4 separate regions of the Mus musculus genome follow, and regions 2, 3 and 4 are each linked to region 1. The links are chromatin contacts, called in public HiChIP or PLAC-seq and promoter capture Hi-C maps. All regions are on one chromosome and are shown on one strand. Each heading gives the region's core, a stretch centred on a gene start, on an enhancer-like site or on the middle of the called end of the contact. The rest is flanking DNA. Distances are from core to core; before and after follow the strand shown.

What was found. Promoter capture Hi-C pulls out the DNA fragments that hold promoters and counts their contacts. HiChIP or PLAC-seq counts read pairs in DNA pulled down with a chosen protein or histone mark.
Region 2: a contact with region 1 is called in an H3K4me3 HiChIP or PLAC-seq map of bone marrow-derived macrophages, with 8 times the contacts expected there. The contact joins two enhancer-like sites. A contact is called at or near these places in 1 of 115 datasets of contacts at active chromatin or transcription factors (bone marrow-derived macrophages) and 1 of 9 other capture datasets (embryonic stem cells).
Region 3: an H3K27ac HiChIP or PLAC-seq map of bone marrow-derived dendritic cells shows a contact between it and region 1, with 3 times the contacts expected there. The contact joins the promoter of Kcnj2 here to the enhancer-like site in region 1. A contact is called at or near these places in 3 of 39 promoter capture datasets (the C10 cell line, hematopoietic stem and progenitor cells and liver), 1 of 484 Hi-C or Micro-C datasets (uterus), 5 of 115 datasets of contacts at active chromatin or transcription factors (bone marrow-derived dendritic cells, bone marrow-derived macrophages, kidney and 1 more) and 1 of 9 other capture datasets (liver).
Region 4: a promoter capture Hi-C map of cranial neural crest shows a contact between it and region 1. The contact joins two enhancer-like sites. A contact is called at or near these places in 2 of 39 promoter capture datasets (cranial neural crest and second pharyngeal arch cranial neural crest), 1 of 484 Hi-C or Micro-C datasets (B cells) and 1 of 115 datasets of contacts at active chromatin or transcription factors (stem cell-derived neural progenitor cells).

The regions. Positions count from the first base shown.
Region 1 is chr11:110,446,933-110,450,139 of GRCm38.p6, reverse strand. The region is part of intron 1 of Map2k6 (mitogen-activated protein kinase kinase 6); the gene reads right to left. Among named protein-coding and RNA genes, the nearest start is that of Gm39446, 28 kb to the left of the region's middle. Within about 2 kb of position 1,634, at least 142 of the 459 cell types and tissues checked have an H3K27ac peak or open chromatin away from gene starts, as enhancers often do. A contact at or near this core is called in bone marrow-derived dendritic cells, bone marrow-derived macrophages, kidney and 2 more, where this site is marked.
Region 2 is chr11:111,163,545-111,166,751 of GRCm38.p6, reverse strand. No RefSeq gene overlaps it. Among named protein-coding and RNA genes, the nearest start is that of Kcnj2, 99 kb to the right of the region's middle. Within about 2 kb of position 1,656, at least 7 of the 459 cell types and tissues checked have an H3K27ac peak or open chromatin away from gene starts, as enhancers often do. A contact at or near this core is called in bone marrow-derived macrophages, where this site is marked.
Region 3 is chr11:111,064,553-111,067,759 of GRCm38.p6, reverse strand. It overlaps Kcnj2 (potassium inwardly-rectifying channel, subfamily J, member 2), which reads right to left and starts at 1,596. Exons shown (of 2, transcript NM_008425.4): 1 at 1,426-1,596.
Region 4 is chr11:110,960,436-110,963,642 of GRCm38.p6, reverse strand. No RefSeq gene overlaps it. Among named protein-coding and RNA genes, the nearest start is that of Kcnj16, 35 kb to the left of the region's middle. Within about 2 kb of position 1,727, at least 34 of the 459 cell types and tissues checked have an H3K27ac peak or open chromatin away from gene starts, as enhancers often do.

The DNA of each region.
Region 1 (3,207 bases), core at 385-2,884:
AGTGGCTATCAGCCTTGTTCTGTGTTCAATGGAGACACTGTCTCAAGAGACTAGGATAGAAAATGGTAGAGCAGGACACCAGACCTCTCTCTCTCTTCTTTCTCTCTCTGTCTCTGTATCTATCTCTATCTATCTATCTCTTTCTGTATCTCTCTCTGTCTGTCTCTCTCTCACACACACACACACAATCCGAGACAAAGAAAAGACAGAAAGGGGTGGAGGTGGGGTTAAATATCTAGGGTAAATGTAGGACATGGCACAGGAGTGTTCTAACACTGACCTAGGCAGGTCAGGATGCATGGCCATCTAACGACTAAGCTATACTTGCCTGTCAGCAACTGTAACAGGAAGCAGATGTCAAAAAACAAACACACAAACAAACAAACAAAACCAGAAACAAAACAAACAAAAACTCTATGACAAAGAAGCTTCAAACACCTATGGGAGAGATCACCTCTAGCTTGGTTAATAAAGAAAACGTTTTTGTTGATCAGCCAGTCATTATGAGAAATCTCAAACCCACAGGAGAACAATGTAACGAACCCTTCCACACCTAAGATTCCCATTAAAAACCCATCAGTCCTTGGTTGTTCTTGCTTTATGCACACCCCCCACGCACACACTTGTACTAGAGTCCTTTGAAGCAAATCCCAGACATAGCGTGATTTCATCTGCACATGTTCCAACACGCATTCCTAACTGCTAAGAAATCTTTGAAGACGCTACATATGTGATCTCAAACCCATGACTTCTTAGGGGCAGGAATGCAGCGCAGGAGGTTGGAAAGGTGGGAGGGGCTTGAGGAAAGCCGGATTGGGTGGTGGGGGTGGGGTGAAGCCTGGAATACGTGAAGAAAGACTGACCCAGAAATGAGGCCAAGGCTTAGCGCGCAGCGTCACAAATGCGGACAAAAACAAAAAACCAACAACAAACAAAAGCCATCCAGACAGGAACTGAGGCTGGATTCTCAAGTTCTTAGGAGTTCACCGGAAGAATCCACCTTTGCAAGGATCCTACAGAGAAGAGGGATAGCTAAATACAATTGCTTCAGCCCCGACGAGCACACTGCGTTCCCCCTGTCACTCCACAGGAGAACTGTGTGTGCTGGAACCCACAGAGACTAGCCAAGCCTCTCTTCACGGCCAGAACATCCTGGCCACACAGATCATCTGACCAGAGTCCTATCCCAGGGTAAGAGGAGATGCTAACTCAGTCAACTCCCTGCTGACTAAGGTAGAAGTTCTCCCAGCCTCCCTTGCCAATGCCCGCGGTGGCTGCATACAAAGTCGCCCTGCTGAAGGTTTCAGCGGGGTGCCCAGGGTCATGCATAGCGTGGCCAGGCTTGAGCTGGAGACTCGGCTTCGGGTTTACAGGTTACAATCCCCAGTGTGTGTGTGTGTGTGTGTGTGTGTGATTCATCCCAAATGTGAACTGAAACCCTCCCTCCGTTCACCTTTTTTCCAAATTGCCTCCTTTCAAATGTCTACGCATAACTTCTTGCTAAAACTGACATTGTACGCTCTGAGAAAGAGGGCAGTGTGACTGATAACAAGGAAGGAGAAGTCAGGGAAGTAGAATTTACTCTCTCTTCCTCTCCACCTTCAGTCCTCCCCCACGTACTCCTCCCAGGGGAGGGCGGGGCTTAATGTGTGATTGGTGGTTGAAATGGAACCCTGTCTCCTGTCAGGCTCCTGAAGTCCTGAAGTTTCCTCTATCAAAATGAAGGATGCAGCGGCCTCAGTTGACCCCAGTGGATAAGGAATGGCTTTGGGATGCTAACTCACAACTCTGTGGGGGAGCCTTGGAGATCACCCCAGAGGGAAGTGAAGCCCCACTGGTTTTCTCAGCAGCTGGCTTTCTCAAGCCAGCTCTCCCTAGAACAAAAACAACCCTGTCAGAAACCATAAACAGTCAGGAAAACACACAGCCAGACAAAGGGAGGCCATTCAGTGGTCCCAGCATGGTCTCCTCCACCCGTCAGGATCATTGACCCAACAGGTCAGAATCTGCTGTAAAACTTGGCAGGAAGAAATCTGGGCAGAGGGATGAGGGAACAAAGATGAGACCAAGCCTCAAGCATTATCTTTTCAATCGTTTTAAGATCTATCCTGCGGAAAGGGTGCTGTTCCAGGAGGCAAAGAAATAAGGAACTGCAAGTTAAGTCCCCTTTTAGGACTTTCCAGCCAAGTGACACGACTTAAAACCCAGCACCAGTGGGGTCTCTAAGTTTGAGGCCAGCCTAGTCTACAGAGTGATTTCCAGGAGAGCCAGTACTATACAGAGAAACCCTGGGGTGGGGGCAGCGGGGCGGGGGGGGGGGGGTGGAGGGACACTTTCCAGGCTAGGCATGAGGCTCAGTTGGTAGAACATTCGTGAACCCTGTGTAAGATTCCCCAGACACAGCTGTGATTCCCAGCTCTAGAGAGACAGAGGCAGGGGGACTGGATATCAGGGTCATCCTGGACTACTTTAAACTAAGCCTAGAGTACTTGATTCAGTCAATCAACCAGCCAACCAACCAGGTAATAGGACTCCCTTCACAACTACGGATGCAAAGGCAAAAAAGGGCGTGGACTGTTTTAAATCCATCTAAGACTCTTCTTCCTCCTACCTGTCTAAGTGGCTCTTTCATCACTATTCTACAGGTTGCCCTGACGCCTATCCAAAGTTTCTAAGTGCTCTCTCTGTCTGTCTCTGTCTCTCCCCTCTCCCTCTCCCTCTCTCTCTCTCTCTCTGTGTGTGTGTGTGTGTGTGTGTGTGTGTGTGTGTGTGTGCCCCTCATTCCATCCTAGTAAGTGTCTGACTTCAAGTGCCTCCTCTCTGCTGAATCCAAGTCTCTGGAGTTTTAGCTAAGCTTTTGCCTGAGTTTTTTATTGACGGCTCACCTTTTGAGTTATGTGTCTCCAACCCATTGACACCTTCAATGTCGTACAGACGTAGTTACCTACATCCATCCATACCGGGTATCCCTTTTGCCCACCCTCATCTCTCAACACCCCCTCACCTGTATCTGTTTATCCCGCTTCTCTGAACCTGTCCCTTCCTTGCAGTAGCTCTGCCGGCAAGTCGGCACCATGAGGATGCCTTTCAGCATTTGCTTCAATAGTGTGCCTTCTCTGACACGACCCCACTCATTCTCCACTGTATAAACTGACTTGACCACTCCATGGTATAAGAATGTTTTGTTCTGGATATGAGAAAGAAAGG
Region 2 (3,207 bases), core at 407-2,906, 720 kb before region 1:
CTCTGTAGGAGCCCCAAGTGCTTTCAACCTCTGTGCTATCTCTACAGCTCCATCAGCTTGAGTTTTGAGACAGGCTGTCTTGGCCTGACTGTTCTGGGATGAATGGCCAATGAGCTCTAAGGATCCACTTGTCTTCACCTTCTGAGTTCTGGAATTGTAAGTGCGGTTCAGCTTGTTCATGTATATTCTGGAAGAACAATCTCATCTAATCCGTTACGCTTACAAGACATGTATTTTACCATTTGAGCTATCTCCCTAGCCCTAGGTAGAGGCTTTACAATGCTAAATTCCCAGTAGATACTGAGGGCAAATCAAAGACTTATTTCTTGTTCTCTTTTCTTTCTGTTCTTTTCCCTCTTCCTTCCTTCCTTCTTCCCTTTCTTCCTTCCTTTCTGTATTTTTTGTCTTTTTTCTTAAGACAGTTTTTCTCTTTAGCCCTGATTGTCCCGGAATGCTTGATGTAGAGCAGGCTGGCCTAGAACTCAGAGATCTGCCTGCCTCTGCCTCCAAACTGCTAGGATTAAAGGTATGTGCCACCACCATCCAGACGCGACTTTTTTTTAACACAGATTTTTCATCACATTGTTCTCCTTTGTGTGTCCATTCAGAAGCCTGTGGAATAGTAAAGGTGGGTACCTTATTTCTAACAGTCCCATCTTTATCTCCACGGAGTCATGAAGAGTTGTCTGATCTATGCTGCATGAGGAAAAAAAAAAAGCACACACTGCCATAAATCTTCAGCGATTCCCACTTTAATTTGAAATGTATGATTAACACTCAAGCCCAGACACAAAGTCAATAGAAGCTATGCCAGGAAATACACATGACATCTTAATGTGAACAGCCAGTACCAAATACAACACCATGGCGCTTCCCCATCTTTATTTATTTTAATCTAGTAATCAGAGAAAAGCGAAGAAGAGTGATGACTTTTGGATTTGTCCGTAAATTCTGTACTAATGATGGTTTTCCTCATTACTCTGCATTCCATACAGGAGGATATGAGAAAAAAAAAAAAAGAGTAACCCAGGTAGACACCATGACCAGAAAAAGCCAACACAATCCCTTAGGGGTTAATTTGTTCATCTGTCTTTCCTCTAAGGCCAAGAATCTTTTTTGTAACTCCTCATAGATAAATATTCCCAGAGAGATCGTGGAGGAGAAAGGTAACGGCACAGTGGAGCAAACATTTTAACCACCTTGCCAATAGGAGTCCTGGAGAAGTCAAGAACGTTTAGGTCAGTGTATCTCTGTCGCTGCAGTGACCAACCCACTCCTGAGGGCACGGGAAAGCTTGTTGACGTTAGGAGAATGTGGAAATAAAGACACATAAGCAGGGCTTTGAGGTAACCTAGCTTTCTTTCTCATCTAGATGAAAGCTAACTGTTCCAAGTTATAAGTACACTGCTGACACTTAACTGACCATAAAGTTCAGTTGCCCTCATCTTGTTCTTACAGAAGCATTTCAAATGAGCTTTTAAAAATATCACTTCTTACTCTCTAGCCACCATTTCTACTTGCCTGGAGAGTAAAGTAAAGAAATTGAGCAAAAACAAAAGTATTTAAAGCAGAAATGGGAATATCAGCTGAGCTCCCACCAGGACCCTGCACTTCCTATTTCTATTTTTCTGCTTCCTTATCTGATGTGGGAGAAACTGTCCTTTATGAAGTTGCTTGTGACTTCTCCTTCCTGAAGCTGCTTAGAAGCCCTCTGTGTATCAGAGTTAAGTGTTGTTTCTCCAACTCCCTCACACTTTTCACCTTGCTCATATGATCATTGTCTGTGCATCACAGCTTCCTACTGACAATCTCTTGTGCATGCCATGGCAGAACAATGGAGATTTAACAGGCTCCCAGTTGTTGCCACCTTGGATTTAAATGCTGAATTCAAATTGTATACTAATAGGATGGATTTGATAAATTATATAACTTATCCCTTGGTTTGGAAGAGTACAGTATAACTATTATTCCAGAGTCATTGAGGGGAATGAAATGAAGTTATTTTAGGCATTGATTCCAGACTAATGAAAGCATGTGGCAATTTCCCATGACAGTACCTGGCTATGACTGTCTGAGACTTTCCCCTAAACAATAAAAATTACAATAATACTGATATTCTATTCAACCACTTAACTTCTCAGTAAGACAAGAAACAAAGTAATCAAATATAATGTTAAAAGGCTGACTGGATTTGACTTTCAAAACAGAAACAATATAGAATCATAGATGGCTTTCCGCTGCAGGATTACTGCAGATGTCAACTCTTATGTGTTTGACATGAAGGAATTATATCTTGAGTGAACATAAATAGAGATCCTGACTCCTGAATTTGTTACATCACCAAAAGGTCAACGAAGGGTTGCCACTAATAAAATGACCTGTAATAAAGATTGTACCCTCTGTAGCATCCTTCACTGCTTCTAAAACTTTTGTTCTATATTTTTCCCTAAATTTTATTTTGTGTGATATGCGTGCAGAGAGTTGGGATATACACACATAGCATAGCACAAGTGTAGATGTCAGAGGACAGCTTGCAGGAATCCGTTATTTCCTTCCACTACACAGTTTCCAGAATGGAACTCGGGTCCTAAGGCTCAGTAGCAAGTGCCTTTCTGTGCTGTGGCATCGTGCCGCCTCGTGTGCTACCTTGCGATCCCTCATCCTGCTGAGGTCATGCAGAAGGGAATGAAGTTCATTTTCATCTTAACTTAGAACAAACCATATCTCAGTGATACAATCAACATCTTTTTCTTTCAAGCAGATTTTTGTGATACAAGTTTTTTTTATAATTTTTTTAATTAGGTAGTTTCTTCATTTACATTTCAAATGCTATCCCAAAAGTCCCCCATACCCTCTCCCCCCACTCCCCTACCCACCCACTCCCACTTTTTGGCCCTGGCGTTCCCCTGTACTGGGGCATATAAAGTTTGCACGACCAATGGGCCTCTCTTTCCAGTGAGGGCCTACTCGGCCATCTTTTGATACATATGCAGCTAGAGTCAAGAGCTTCGGGGTACTGGTTAGTTCATAATGTTGTTCCACCTATAGGGTTGCAGATCCCTTTAGCTCCTTGGGTACTTTCTCTAGCTCCTCCACTGGGGGCCCTGTGATCCATCCAATAGCGACTGTGAGCATCCACTTCTGTGTTTACCAGGCCCTGGCGTAATCTCACTATAGACAGCGATATCAGGGTCCTTTCAGCAAAAT
Region 3 (3,207 bases), core at 347-2,846, 620 kb before region 1:
TCAGGTAAAGATGGGTGAGGGACAAGCTTCTAAACTACTCAGAATTCAAAGAAAGACAGCTGGCCAGAGAGTTTCTACAAGGAGTGTCTGAAAGGGGCTGACTGCTTTGTTTGTGTTTGCTTGTTTGTTTGTTTAAGTAATTTCACAAAAATGCAAAACAAGATCCTTTACAGCTGTCAATCATGTAACAAAATAAATACCACAATATGAAGTGAGAGGCACAAAACAAATTGAGATGACCTTGACCCTGACTGTCACTGTTCCCACCATACTTGAAGTAACCTATTTTTCTCCTGAGCGTTGGGAAGTGAGTGTGTGTGTGTGTGTGTGTGTGTGTACTCAACTATGTAATGAAAATAAAAATAAAACCCTTAGATGTGGGTAAGAAGAGAAAGACAAGTGTAATGGTAGCTCACAGTGCACCTACAGAGCTGGTTTCCAAGAGGAAATACGACTGCCTATTAATTATTAATAGGAAAAGACAACAAATGATTAAAGGAGATATATTAATTCTCTTCTGTGCTTAACCAAAACAGGTTTTCAAGCAATGCCTTTATTTACTGCCAGGTATCTTCGGAGTTTGTGAAAATCTCTAGAATGGATAACCTCATCCAAATCTCCACTGACAGACTGAAGCAGACGGACGTGCGACTACCCATTTCCTAACTTGGTTTTTCCCTCAACTGTCATAGGAGTACTAGTTATGATGCAGTCGTTTTCCTCCCTGAATCAAGTTGCTTCGATCATTGCTTCCCTTAAACCACACTGTCTTCAAATGAGGAATTTACACCATTATTACTAAGAATAGCAAAGTACTTAGGGGAGACCGACATCGGATGGGAAAGTTTTGCGGTCTTGAAGCTAAAATCCAACTCTGGCTGCTACTTTTTTCCTTTTTTTCTCAGCAAAGGAACTTTGAGACTTGAGAAGCTCACTCTGGAATTTTGTGCTGTATCTGTAGCAAGGACTCCCCCTCCCCAAACACCAAGGATCTAGATTAAGTGCTAAGTCTCTTGGTCCGATCAAGCCCCAGTCTCCTTCTCTTCCTCCCTCTCACCCGCAATAAGAGGAAGAATCCACGCCAGGCTCGCGCTTGACTCTAAACCCAATATCTCCCTACAGCTGGTGCATTGGAAGTTATGAGCACAAACAGATGCTGCAGAGAAATCTGTTTCTATTGCTCAACTCTTCCAAGCGTGTCTCAGTATTTTTAGCTCTGAGGATGTTCTGGTGCGCACACAAACTATATAGGCAATGAGCCGGGACTCCAAAGCTTGCGGGAGGAAAGCATTAACAGCAGCCTGACAACTGGGCACCTCCGGAGCAGCCGGAGCTGTAGGGTAGAGGACTGTGGAGCAAGTTCATTGCCCTGGACACACACAGACAACCCAGAAGAGAACAGGAAGAAAACACAGAAGCCCTTACCTGTTGCTGGTACAGGATCATGGGGACATGGAGTGGAAGTGGGGATTACAGAAGCATGTAAGATCCAGTGGTTTTTGTGAAAGAGAATGAGCCGAAGCAAGTGAGAATTCCCAAGACACTGCTTGCCGGTGCTGGGAAGGCTGCGCGCTGGCCAGGGCTCCAGTGCGCTCTGCGATAGCCTGGAGGCGGTCCTTGTGATAACCGGCCTTGTTGGCTCCGCCCTCTGCCCACTGTTGGCCAATCGGAGCGCACGTGGCTGCGCTTCCCCCGCCCCGGGAACCGCCATCAGGAGGAGGAGGAGGAGGATCTCTACACCCGCGGACCCTGGCTCTGCCAGCCTCGGAACCTGCTGTGGCTTCCTCTACCTCCTCCAGCTGCCTAGCCTGGTCTGAGAGTCCAGCTCTGGGCTGAGGAGGAGGAAGTCGCGGCCCAGAGGGTACAGCAACAGGTGGGAAGCTCAGCCTCCATGCGGCTGCCTAATTGCAGCCTGGCCTTGGGCAAAGCTTCCTACTGGGTTCTGTGAGACCCACACTTCCCGGTTTCTTTCCACAGTGGAGGCCGGCTGTACGTGTTCCTGTATAAGGGCCCGAGAGGTGTCAGTGCCTGGGAAAGACGTCTACAGCAGGGAGGGAATAAATAACCACTGGGGTGCGTCTCCCTCCAGCCCTTTTCCAGCCTGTAGACTGTGGAAACCCACAGAGCACTCAACTGCAGCTTGCGGATAATCCTTAAATTAAACCTGGAAAGGGTCCCGGGACCCGCACTCAATACCCTGCAAAATTTAGATGTGCTAGCGATTGCTTGTCTGACTGGGCCGTTTCTCCTCGCAAATGATGGTGAATTACTTACAAAAAAAAAAAAAAGAAAAAAAATGCGCCTAGACTTCTCTGGGATGTGTGGGGGAAGGGAGGGAGCCGCTGGTTCCTTTCGCCTTGTCCGCCCTCGCCCTCGATCTTTCTCTCCACCACCGCCCGGCAAGCTCTGCTCATGTAAAACCAGAACAATTAGAGAGTAATGAATTCTCTGGAACAGCAACTCCTACAGACTCTCAGCTCTGCCCTCGCTCCAGCGCCTCCCCGTCCTCCTTCCCAGCAACCAGGCAAGAGTACTGCAGACCTTCAAAAACCAGCCTCGGTTAGCACCTGCATCCTGACAATTTATAAATGAATTCTCCACTGAGTGTGTAAAGCAGGTGCATGTTATCTCTGAGTACATTGGTATCGTAGCGAAGCTTTGCTTTTAAAATGACATGATGCGTTTAGGAGTCTTTTATCTTCCACGGAGTTTTGCAGTCCGGTTTAATGAATATGCTTCAAGCACCCCAAAGCATCTGCCTACCTTTAACTTAAGCCCGTAAAGACTGCCTTGAGTCACCAAACAACCTCTACAAAATATTTCGCGTTCTAGGTGGTAGGAGCAGGGCACACTTTTATGTGTACGAGTGTTGAAAGGAGCCGTTCTGAGCTGCTGAGTGGATACCCACCTCCTAGTCCCACATCCGCACTTGGCCCCTAGGAGGTGCTGGTGAAATGTGCATAGATTTTCATTTTACCTTAAGAAGCCTGCCTCTTTTCCTAGCATGAGCAATACACTTAAGAGGGTGCAGAATGGATCATGAAAGCCCTGGGACTCTTTTGATATCCAAATGGCATTTCATTTGCTGAGGCTGAATCCCCATCAAGCCCCAATACTGAGGGTTGCCATTTAAGCCCTTGTATAATGGGATATTTTTTCCCACAAGGAAAGTCTTCTTTATCATATATTAAGTCATATATTATTTAT
Region 4 (3,207 bases), core at 478-2,977, 510 kb before region 1:
AACAAATTTCTATTTTCCTTGTCAAAGAGCAATCTATTTTGTTGGCAGTTCCTTAAGATGAACTTCATTGTACTTCATTGGTGGCTGAGTCAAGGTCATAGGATCCCTACATTATTAGAAGTGTCTGAGAGGTTGAATTATGTTTCGTTTGCCTCTTTCCTCATCACTATGACCAAATATCTGACAGTGAAAAGGAGTAGAACCTGTCCTCTGGAAAACCATGTCAGGGTCAGCGTGCATAGCGGTGTAAGCATGTGGCTAGGATGGCTTGCCTCTCCTTATCCCGGTGAGCCACAAAGCAAAGATAAGCCCCATGGAATCAGAGCTGAGATGCAGCCCGCAAAGCACCTCAACCTGTGTACTCTTGCCTTCAAGGTTCTTCAACTTCCAGACAGTGCCACCATCTACTGACCAAGTGTTCAAGCACGGAGATTTTAGGGAGCATCTTATGCCTAAACCATAATGAACACAGAGATACACAAGTTACATTTTCCAGGGGATTAGAATGAAGAGAATATTATCTAAAATCTCTCCTGGATGTTAAAATTATCTACACATTTATTATGACTATTATGACTAAGATGACCTCTGTTTTTAAAAGGCTCACTTTCCCTGTTTCTCATTCTGTGTATGTCTGGGGCTTGGGGGGGGGAGGTATACACATAAGGAAGTGCAACTGTCAGTGGGAGTCAGACAAGGGTATCAGATCGGCAGAGCTCAAGTTAGAGGTGTTTGGGAGCTGCCTGACCTGGGTACTGGGAAAGCAAAGCCCCGTTCCTCTACATAATCAGTGCTCACCTTTAATCACGGGGCCTGCCTCTCTAACACTACTGCTCTCAAGATCTTTTTTTTTTTTTTTGGTTTTATTCACATTTATAGTATTACAGCCATAGTCTCCTCACTGCCTCCTTGACCCTCCTCGTCCCTTCTTCCCTACGTGTTCTCCTGCAAGTTGCATGTTTGTTTTGTGTGTGAGCTGTATCTCTTGCTTGTGACTGCAAGGGCCATGCTACATGCAGAGAACTGTTCACACCAGTCCTCTCTCCCACCCCACCTGTGTCCCTTTTAAGCTTCCTGTGTCCTCTTCTGTGACACTTGCTGGGCCTTGACAGCAGTGATGTACATGTTCTATGTACGTCTGAGCATTAATCAGTCATAGTCTCAATAAATACCTGATCTTGGAGATGATTTTGTGTGTATTTGCCCTGTCTTCATCTCTGAGAGATGGCTTTCGATCACCACTTCAACATTGCAAGTCCTGTGTCCCTGACCCCATTACTGTTTTCATTAGGTAACATTGGAAGGGAAGAAAGTGGCGTGCATCCCCTCCTTTATCTCGCTTCCCTTTTGTTCATACAGAGGTGCATGCTTTGCCTCCTAATTTAGAACCTTCTGCTGCTGTTTCAAACTTCAAGAATGAACTGCAAAAAGGCAAGACCATGTTGCTTGGCGCCCCTTCCAAGAATTTTTTTTTCTAATGCTTTCCTTTCCCCAAAATAAGAATCAAAAATGATATTTCTTTTGACAGCTGGTAACTAATCCTGCTTTAGCAGGAAGGAGAGCAGGAAGCCAGCAAAGGAATTTTCCATTCCTGTCTCTTTCAATTTTTTTCCACATCAGGTACTTTTCAAAACCTAGACGTTTCCAGTGAGTCTGTAAGTCTTCTTGTTTTGTCTAGCAGAGTCACGTGCCCTTTAACTCCTGCACTGATGAGAGCCTGACCAGGTTTCTGTTTGCATTTGGAGAACTGAGAACCTGAGAACTTCTGAATCTCCACGGGGAGTGCAGCTGTGCTCAGATGCCCAGCTTATGCAAATGGAATTTTTTTCCCCTCCTTTTGTAAAGACAAAATTCACACAGCTAGTCCATCAGATCACAGATCAAAATGTCCCCGATGGTAACAAGAACCGCAACCTGGACTCCTATAATAAGTCACTGCTCAAACATCACTTCTCTGCTTGACTGCCTTTTGCTATTTCCTCTCAGCTCCATCCCCCAGCCTTTTCTTATCCCAGGCTTTTGCCACTCATTACCCAGCAGTTAGTGAGGGTGCTGAAGGTAGGCAAAAGCAAATGAAATTAAGGAAAAAAATAAAGGCTTTATGTTATGTAGCAGGACAGGAATGAGAAGTCAAAAATAATTGTGGAGTTTTGTTATCTGAATATATGGGATGAATTATTTTAAAGATCTTTCACATCTTTGTGAGAAGAAAATAACTCAGTGGAAACAATCAAGTATATAGGGATAACATGGTCAGAGAAAACATTATAAAGTAGAATTTCCCTTAGGGCAGAGGAGTAAAGAGAGGTGTGGTCTCTGTCAAGAGGTTTTATGTCTGAGGATCTGTGTTTTCCAAAATGGAAAGACTTGGTTAATCTCCATTATCTTTACAAATAATGTATTATTTCTTTTGTTCATATTACATTGAAATAAAGCTACATAGTTGAGAACAAGAATTGTGTCCACACACATCGGATAGTGCCTAATGTAGACCTTATGCTCACTAAATGTGTGTATATATGTTAAAGGAACCAGTAATTAGGTTGTTCTTTCTAATGTTAACTACTCATGCCCTTGAGGATAATATTTAGTGCAGGTCACAGAGCTTGATTAAGTTGACAATCAATATAACACTGTTTTTTTTTTGTAGTCTCACCTATATAACTCTACCATTGTGTGTGTGTGTGTGTGTGTGTGTGTGTGTTTGTGTGTGTAAAGTGTATGTGTATTACAAGCTTGTATATATTCAGGGGAGACACAGTGAGTTTGTCTAGTCCATGTACATATGGAAGCCAAAAATTGACTCTGTGTGCCTTTTTCAGTCATTTTCCATCTCACATTTTAAGAAAAGGTCTCCCACTGTACTTAGAGCTTACCTTTATGAATCCAGGAAACACCTGAGATAAGCATGTCCTTGCCCACATTTCCCATCCCCCATTTCGCATCCCCAAACCAGTGCTGTAGTTACAGGTATACATTACTATGCTAAGATTGTGTGTGTGTGTGTGTGTGTGTGTGTGTGTGTGCAGGGAATCTACACTGAGATCTTCATGTTGGCACAACAAATACTTTACCCACTGAGCTACCTCTTCAGCCAGAGTTCAGTTGTTCTTATTTCAGAATAATAGATATATAGTGTTATATATCTAGTACTCTCATGTCCATCTCTGCAGGTTATCAATACATATCTCACTGCAGAAACCATAG